2 separate regions of the Danio rerio genome follow, and region 2 is linked to region 1. A link is a contact called in public Micro-C data. All regions are on one chromosome and are shown on one strand. Each heading gives the region's core, a stretch centred on a gene start, on an enhancer-like site or on the middle of the called end of the contact. The rest is flanking DNA. Distances are from core to core; before and after follow the strand shown.

Region 1 (4,674 bases), core at 1,520-4,019:
TACTTCAAAGAGTATGGTTATTTTATTGGTGGCCATGAATTAAGGTAGAATTCATACTTATATTGTCATTATGTCCTGTTTTCAAAATGCTAATTTTGACATGTGTGGATTAGATTTTACATACATATAAAGCATATTAAGTGAAAGTTTAGTGTCTACTTTCTAATAAAAATGTTAAAACAAATGATTAAATTTTGCCTAAAATAATGATCATCATCATTCAGCATAACAATGAAAATTAATTAGAATTTTTGGTACTTCTAAGCAGTCATCAAATGATAATAAATACCTGTAAATCTGACAAGAGATAATACAGTATTAAATAACTAATACACTAAATGACAGTTTAATGGATGTATCATCACATGTATGATATTCCTTATTACATACTTAAAAAAATAAGAATTCTAAATAAATGGCACAATTTGACAATTTGAAATACAAAAATTGTAATTCTATTCGCTGTATTGTTTCATGTGTCGAAATGTTTTATATAAGTACATTTTTGTTCAGTAATCTTAGATGTTAAGCGCCTATTTGCAAGGTTTTGAAATCAAAATGTTTTATAGAAAAATATAATTTACCAGGAAATCATTGCCAAGGCGATATTCACCCACTCCATAATTATAGGTCAACTCTGCAACAAAGTGGTCATCTTCTGGTCCAAAGCCCACCATGGTTTTGCTCCATTTTCCATCATATGGACTGAAACCAAAACAACAAATATATGCTTTTAGTTTACCATATTTATTAGATATTGTATTCTTTATTAAGCTACTTAGTCACATGAAAATTAAATAAACTATGACTGACCCATTACATGTTGCTTTGCAGCCCTCCTCAAATTCTTCATGGCGCAGAATCTACAAATGATATATATTTATGAACGTTTATACATCTAAAGTTTGAGTCTAAACAAATATGTGGAATGTGACGGGTCAAAATCTGCACAGGCAAGTAACAAAGTTAATACCTCATAAACAATATTAGGAGGCAAAGTTCCCTCTACATAAACAAGATATTAACGTTGACAGCGATTTTACCTTCATTCCCAAGACATCCCGATAAAAAGTGGCTGTCTTGGTCCTGTCTCCAACTTTAAAAACGAAATGTAATGCTCGTCTAAGTGCCATCACTGGTGAAGTTTCCCACTGTAAACGCAATGATCCCTCAAACTGTGTCGATACACAGGACTAGCCATCGACTGCTCTGCTATCGACAGCCCACAGACGTTGAACCAAAAGACTCGTTAGTTTTATGTTTACCTGTACAATCATGCAGCCATATTACGGCTTTATTTCATATAACGTACTGCAAATGAACTAAAACATCCATTTTAAAGTATATTATGACCATAGACTGGAAAATGTTGATTTTGACTAACAGTTTGGTAAGTTATCACACAAAAATTATTTTGGTACAGTCCATTTTAATGAAGAGATGGATCACTTGAATCGGTTCCTTTGACCTGTTTGTTCCAAAGAGTCGGATCCAACATCAGCTGTTTCGGTTGTAGACACAATTTTCTTTTACGCTTTGAACACATTTACACATTTACAAAACCATTTCCATTTTCCACATACTCTACAATGTTACATTTAAAGAATTAGGATGTTCACTCCGAATATATCATTGTTTCACATGGCATTATTTATTATTATTATTATTATTATTATTATTATTATTATTATTATTATTATTATTATTATTATCATTATTATTATTATCATCATCATCATCATCATCATTATTATTATTATTATTATTATTATTATAGTTATTATTATTATTATTTCGTTAAAGCAAGTAGGATAAATTACATTATCCAGTAATAATTACATATGTTTATTAAATAATTTTAAAATAATTAAATAATTTAAATCCGTTTTAATTGTACTCTGTAGCCAATAACAGATATATTTAACATTTTTTATGCTAAAAAGAAATTACTAGCAGTCCTTGTGCCGAGTACCCACAGGAAGCAGTATGAAAAAGTTTGGAATATGAAATCTCAAAGCTGAAATAAGAGCATGTATTTAAGACTGAACAGGAACATTACATAAATTATTGAACTATGTCCAGTTGTGCTTAGAGTTATATATTTTTTATAATTATTATTTTTATCAGTAGTTGTAGTAGTATTAATATTAATAAGAAATATAAACCATTTACCCACAAAAATATTAACAAATCACAGACAAAAATGATAAAATATTGTAACGAACTGAAACAGTTCAACTTGTCTTTTTAATCAACTTTTGCACGTTCAGACATCCTTGTGTTCACTCCCAAACCCACACTGTTCACCCACACAATATTATAACTGTCTCATCCAACAATCAGAAAAACGCTCCCTCCCTCTCGAGTGCGCAGACTCGCTTTTCCCCAAGTCAAGCCCCTTACAACCCCACATTGCAAATACAGATACACCCCAAATAGAACACAGGAACTGTATTAAACCTTTTCAAACATGCTACAATGTACTGAAATGTATTTGAATATAATTTTAATAGATAGATTGAATTTATCTTTTTTTTGTGACACAAGCAGAAAATCTAAATAAGTGTAATAATTTTACACTTTTTCTGCAAAAGATGATAAAGAAAAATGCAAGAAATCCACTGTTCTTTTGTTGTTACATAGCAAAGTCCAATAAAGTGCTAAGAATGAACAGGTTTGAACATAAACCTTCTGATTTGATTCAAAGAATCGACTCAAAAGAACAACTCATTCACGAATTGGTACGCTCGTTCGTTCCCACAGTGACGCGGAAGATGACAACAAAGATGGCGGCGCTCATGTACAACGTGAGTCGAGGACTTGTGATGTTAGGAGAGCGTAGTTTATTTCAGAGAGAACGTTACCAGATCTTGGTTAATTCCAGGCGATTTCTCCGAGGCCTCCGGCGGAGAACCGTGGCTGTATTGTACCCGGATGGTGAACGAGAGACATTAATAAAATCAAAAAGAGTAACTGATATAACGAGCCAGGGGTTCACACAGAAGGGCAAAGCCAGAAAGGACGTCACAGAGAGAGCTGCTTACAAAAATTGCAGCGGTTATGTGTCTGAACGCGCAGAAGAGTCTCCTCAGATTAATAAACTCAAACTTGCAGGGCTGCGCTTTGAAAAGGCCCCTGCCGGAGACAACAGACTCGCGTGAGTAACGTACTGTTATTATGAAACACCACAATTTCATCAGAATGTACAGTTATAAATGGCAAAATACGTAGTAATAATAATCATTATTATTTCATTGATTTTGTAAGCACACGGAGCTGAACTAAGCACACCACACTGAACTGAGCTAAACTGAACTGAACTTAAACACTAAAAACTAAACTACCCTGATCCAGTTACTATGACCATTTATGTGAAGCTGCTTTGACACAATCTCCATTGTAAAAGCGCTATACAAATAAAGCTGAATTGAATTGAATTGAATTGAACTAAGGAAACCCACGCAAATACAGGGAGTACATGCAAACTCACCCAGCCGAGGCTCAAACCAGTGACCTTTTTTGCAGTGGGGCGCTACTCACTACGCCACCGCACTGCTCTTACTTAATTCAGTACAATAATTGCATTTATTGGCATGACAAAAGTTACACATGTATTGCCAAATCATTTATTAACTTTACATTAAAAAACGAACATGGATATATAATAAAAAACAGTTAACACAGAGCAAATGCTCATAGTTTATTGTTTTCACAAAACCAGAAAACAATAAAAGATGAGCATTTGCTCCACAGGCAAAACCTGAAAAAGCATTTTTAACCAAAAATTATATTAATATATAATATATAATATAGTAATATATAATATAGTTATTACTATCAATATTAATGGTATCACTTTATTTTGATGGTCCCTTTCACACATTTTGTTGAATTTAAGTTACTTTTAATCTACATGCCAACTAATTCTCATTAGATTATAAGTACGTAGTCTGTTAGGTTGGGGTTAGGGTTAGTGTAAGTTGTCATGTACTTTCAAAGTTTCTTATAGTCAGTTAAATGTCTATTGAAGGAGCAAAATCAACAGATCTTAAGCAGACAGTCTACTAATACTCAAATGAGACGTAATTGGCATGTAGTTGCAATGCTAATGATAACCATTTTCAAGGTTTACTGAGGTTTGGAAAGTCAAGGTTTTAAAACCACCAAAACTTTTTGTTATATCGTTTCTATAGTATATGTAAGGTTTTTTTTATGTGTTTTTATTTTCACAGTTTTTTAGGGCAACAGTATCACCAGCTGAAAAGGACCCTTCACATTAAAAGCTACTCTTCCACAATATTTTAAATGTTTCTTAAAATAAAACATATTATATTCAATGGGAAAACCCTGTTGTTTTTTACCCAAGTAAATACAGTACCGTAATACCGCTAAACTCTTTTTATCAAAGGTTATCATAAATTCAGAATCTTATACTGGCCCATTCCTAAATGTATCTTTTAGTCAACAAAATGTGCAATAGGGACCATCATAATAAAGTGTTACCAAGTAAATTTCAATAAAATACAAACAAAAATTCATGTTGTAAGAGGAGCACCATCCATATATGGGTCTCTTTTAAAGCTGAAATGGGTCACTGATTGCGTCCTGCACAAAATCTTTTAGCATTTTGAAAAAAAAAAAACAAATACATGCTTGTTTTTTTTTGTTTTTTGT
Region 2 (4,631 bases), core at 1,669-4,168, 140 kb after region 1:
CTGTCATCATGGCAAAGATAAAATAAATAAGTGATTAGAAATGAGTTATTAAAACTATTATGTTTAGAAATGTGTTGAAAAAATCTTCTCTCGGTTAAATAGAAATTGGGGAAATAAATAAACAGGGTGGCTAATAATTCTGACTTCACATGTTTGTGTTTTTTTTTCCTGTACTGGGTTGCAGCTGGAAGGGCATCTGCTGCGTAAAACATATTGCGGAATAGTTGGCAGTTTATTCCACTGTGGTGACCCCTGATAAATAAGGGACTAAGCTGAATAAAATGAATGAATGAATGTTTATTTTCGCACATGAGAATTTGGATAATTAAAAAATACAATAATTCTGGCTACTGGCAGGAGATCATAATGATGTTAATACTATATATGGAAATATCTGCAAACAATTAGAACTAAACATTTGGAAATAAGGCAATACATAATCCTAAAATCTATAAAAAAAATAAAATAAAATAAAAACATTTACTAAAACAAACCAAAAAAAAAAGGTTTTCCTCTGGAATTTGAAGCAATATATTTTGCACAAAACTGTTACATATCATTATACAATAAAAAATTACATAAATGGAAAAATATAAATAATAAAATAAAAAAGGAAACCATTCAAATGTAGTTATGGCCTAAAGAAATAAAAGTACCATCCAAGCAGTATTCTTTCAGCTTCATTCCGCACTGAATATCTTTTACAAAAAGCAACTCTTGCACAACACAGCAAACACAAATCTAAGCTTAATTACCCTCGCTCTTCCCTAAACAACACAATACTTCATTGTTTATATTCTCACCGCACATGCACACACAAAGCATTTCCCATCCTGCATCATGAAAACACTGCATGTGACACAATCAGCATTTTTACACGGTGGCAAATTTGATCCTAAACATTTATATGCCTGCCACCGATGCCACTGTAAAACCAGTATGAGCCATTAAACCTACATCATTTGCTCGTCAGCGAGACCTGCCAAGACATGCTGCGGGAGGTGGAGCTGGTGCAGTGGACCAAAATGGATCCCAGCACACAGGGGCAAATCTGAGCATGATCCAAATGGTATTATCCATAAAAAATAAACACTACAGCACTGCAATATCAAACTAATGAGAGGGCGGTAAATGTACAGGAGAAAAAGAAGAACACACACACAGTAACACACACACACACTAACACATACAGTACTTTCAATGCAATTCTGTCAATCGTAATAAATGAATTAACATCTCTGGCAGTAATCCAGATTTAATAAAGGTCATTTCTCATCACTTATGCAACCTGAAGCATTATTTGAAGATATTTATGTGTGGATAACTCAATTAAAAGTGTTCCGAGATGCAGATTTGTTTTAGTAAATGACATAAAAACAGGCCTTTAATCTGAACACCCAATGTGCTTTTAATAATGAAACAGGTTTGGTTAGTTTTAGAAAAAAACTGCTACACCTTTATTTGAAAAGGGACTATAAAACGATTAAATAAATCATGTTTTATAGTTATTTAATCATTCGAAAATTAACCTGTGCACTTAAGAGCAAATATCAACTCTAAATGTCAAAAGGAATATCTTTAATTCACCTTGTAAAGATGGATTTGGCATCTAATTATTTCTCTGATTATTTTGTAACAGCTTATAATAATCTCATCCGTAATTAAGGTGTTTTCCTGAACAGCCTTTTTCCCCTTATACTGGATGTGTCTGAAAGTTAAGGGGAACATAAGCAGCCGGGATTTTTTAACTATGTAAGCAAGTGTAAACCAAAAAAGAAATGTTTAGGTTGGCAGCTCATATATGGGATGGTGATTGTGTAATGGTTTAGGCAGGGTTATGTGTGTGCTGTGGTTTGTAAAGGATGTGTTTGCAGCACACCCAACAGAATAAAGCCTCCAGCTAAAATAAAAAGACACCTGCCTGCAACAAATGATTTATTATTTTCTGGGATTATAGGTTATTCATATAGCGCTCAGTGAGAGTAGTCATAAAATTCAAGTGTGGCTGCTTTTCTTTGTGTGTTTTATCAGGAAAACATTCCACCTTTTTTTGTCTGCCAAAAGTCTTTTGCAACAAAAACTGAAAAAATTAAGATTTGATTCAATTGAAGAATAAAAAATACATAATGATAATGCTGCCTTGAAAAAATAAGAAAAATCTCAGTTTTTATGTTCAGTGTAACCAATAAAGCTTTTTTTTAATTCATGCTCTGGGAACAAGATGAATATTTGGAAGAATATAATAACAAAACTGATCATTTACCATGAACCAATTAGTTATTATAAGAGGTCAAAAGATGTCAACCTTTCAGATCCGACTTTTTTTCATCCTTTACACCTGCCCACACACTCACACAAACCCACACTTCCAGTCTGTTCATGACATTGATCAATGCATGACTTAATAAACATCAATACGTATGTCATCCATCATCTTACCTTTTTGTGTCTGTCTTTAAAAGGCAACGCCGGCCATTGCATCTCCTGCAAGAAGTCCTGCCACTGTTTCTGGTCCTGATCCGAAGAGATGAAGACGATTTCCAATTTGTCCTTGTGCTCGGAGGATTTCTTAAACTTGCTGTAAAACTCGGTCAGACTGGCGTTGAACTGCTTGCAGGGGCCGTTTAAACTGCAGCCGAAGTAAAGCCCGAGCAGAGACAGCCTGCTGCCCAGCGCCTGCACATCCACCTCGGCTTTCTCCCCGTTGACGAGCCGCTCTCCGAGCAGATTCACCAGAAACTCCGACATCGCTACTGAGCCCTCGAAACCGACTCCTTGTGCTTTTGTTCGCTTATTCGGCGGGTAAGAACTGAAGCCAGGTGGATATCCCGAGGCCCGTGTGTCCGGTTTGTAAGCGGCGCGGGTTCGAGCGCAGAGGCAACGGCCGTCGAACGTCTCCACTGAGCGGTGTTCAGGAATGCGCTGCTCCGCTCATAGAGACCGGCCCTCGGCGACAGCGACTGCAGACTCCCGCTGCGAGGCTCTCGCTACATCTAGTGGACACATGCTGCCATTGCACGTACTGTAGAGGGTGTTCAATTAAGTTGTCGATTTTTAAATATAGTGATGTCATTAAAAAAAAACTTTGACTCGAAAACTTCCTTTGAGTAAACTGATAGAAAATAAAATAGAATACAAGTTAAAAACAATATCCTTATTTAAATACATTTTAATAGTTAAAATGATAATTTAAGTCTGCGTTAAGTGGTTATAGTGCCTTATATGTTAAAGCTTATAATACTGCAATTAAATAATTTCAAACAACAAAATTATTAATTAAAGGAAAGATTTAAATTTGAATTTTCTAAGTTAGATCAACTGTTGGACATTGCTGCCATATGGCAACATTTCATAAAGTACCTTAAAAAAAGATTTTTTTTCCCAAAAAAATTTAAGTTTTTAAATTTTAAGCCATTTTAAGAAAAGAAAAACAGTCAAATATTTTTAATATATTTATCATAATGTGTGTGGTAAAGGGTTAACTGACTAAATGAGTCAAATTTATTAACATATGAGTCTCTTATATACTCTTAAAAATAGAGGTACATGAGCTGTCACTGGAGGGGTACCTTATAAAAGGTAGCCTACAAACTTGTACCTATAAGGTCCATAATAATACCTCAGGGGTACATATTAGTTTCTAAAAAAGTACAAAAGTGTTACTCTTAAAATTTGTAGGTACTAATAAATACTTTTGAGATACCAATATGGACCCTTCAAATACAAGTGTGCTACTTTTGAAAAGGCACCACCCCAGTGAGAGCTTGTGTACCTTTATTTCTGGGAGTGTAAAATGACCCCTTATACACACTTTCCAAACAACTCATATTCCAACAGCTTTCATTTATTCTATTATTTTTTGGTGAATATTATTAAAAACAAACCTAATATTGTCTTATCATGTAATCAACATACAGTAAATATTATAACAAATAAACAACAAGTCTAGTATATTCAGATGCATAAGAATAGTGTAGCTACTAGCTAACATTCATTCATTTTCTTGTCGGCTTAGTCCCATTATTAATCCGGGGTCGCCACAGCAGAATGAACCGCCAACTTATGCAGCAAGTGTTTACACAGCGGATGCCCTTCCAGCCGCAACCCATCTCTGGGAAACATCCACACACACACACACACACACATACACTACGGACAATTTAGCCTACACAATTCTCCTGTACCGCATGTCTTTAGACTGTGGGGGAAACTGGAGCACCCGGAGGAAACCCACGCGAAGGCGAAGAACATGCAAACTCCACACAGAGTCGAGGTTCGAACCATCGACCCAGCAACCTTCTTGCTTTGAGGCGACAGCACTACCTACTGCGCCACTGCCTCACCCCCTCCTAGCTAACAATGTTTATATATTATGCTATATATTATAGTACACCTGTCTTATCTGATTTGAGCAAACTTACAGTACCTGAACTTCCTCTATCAAATGTCCAGTCTGCAGCATTCTCATGGTCACTAAAATCCATCTCATCCTCACTTTTATCTGCAGGAAGAGCCAGTTGTGTCATTTTCTTCTTTCACTAATTATAAAACATGTGCTCCCTAATACACTGTTCCCTGTATTCATATGTATTCAAAAATAGTATTGACATTAAAACTAGATTTTATCCATA

Evidence for each region. Hi-C and Micro-C count contacts between places; a contact is called where the count stands out from the background.
Region 2: a Micro-C map of caudal fin shows a contact between it and region 1, with 10 times the contacts expected there. The contact joins the promoter of nxn here to the promoter of mrm3a in region 1. A contact is called at or near these places in 10 of 18 Hi-C or Micro-C datasets (caudal fin, embryo, fibroblasts and 3 more) and 4 of 4 datasets of contacts at active chromatin or transcription factors (caudal fin, embryo, gastrula embryo and 1 more).

What each region holds. Positions count from the first base shown.
Region 1 is chr15:18,613,716-18,618,389 of GRCz12tu, forward strand. mrm3a (mitochondrial rRNA methyltransferase 3a) reads left to right here and starts at 2,770. Exons shown (of 4, transcript NM_001017695.2): 1 at 2,770-3,157. The coding sequence starts at 2,787. glod4 (glyoxalase domain containing 4) reads right to left here and starts at 1,227. Exons shown (of 9, transcript NM_001004613.1): 1 at 1,044-1,227; 2 at 814-863; 3 at 585-705. The coding sequence starts at 1,133.
Region 2 is chr15:18,752,383-18,757,013 of GRCz12tu, forward strand. nxn (nucleoredoxin) reads right to left here and starts at 2,919. Exons shown (of 8, transcript NM_001020595.1): 1 at 2,440-2,919. The coding sequence starts at 2,748.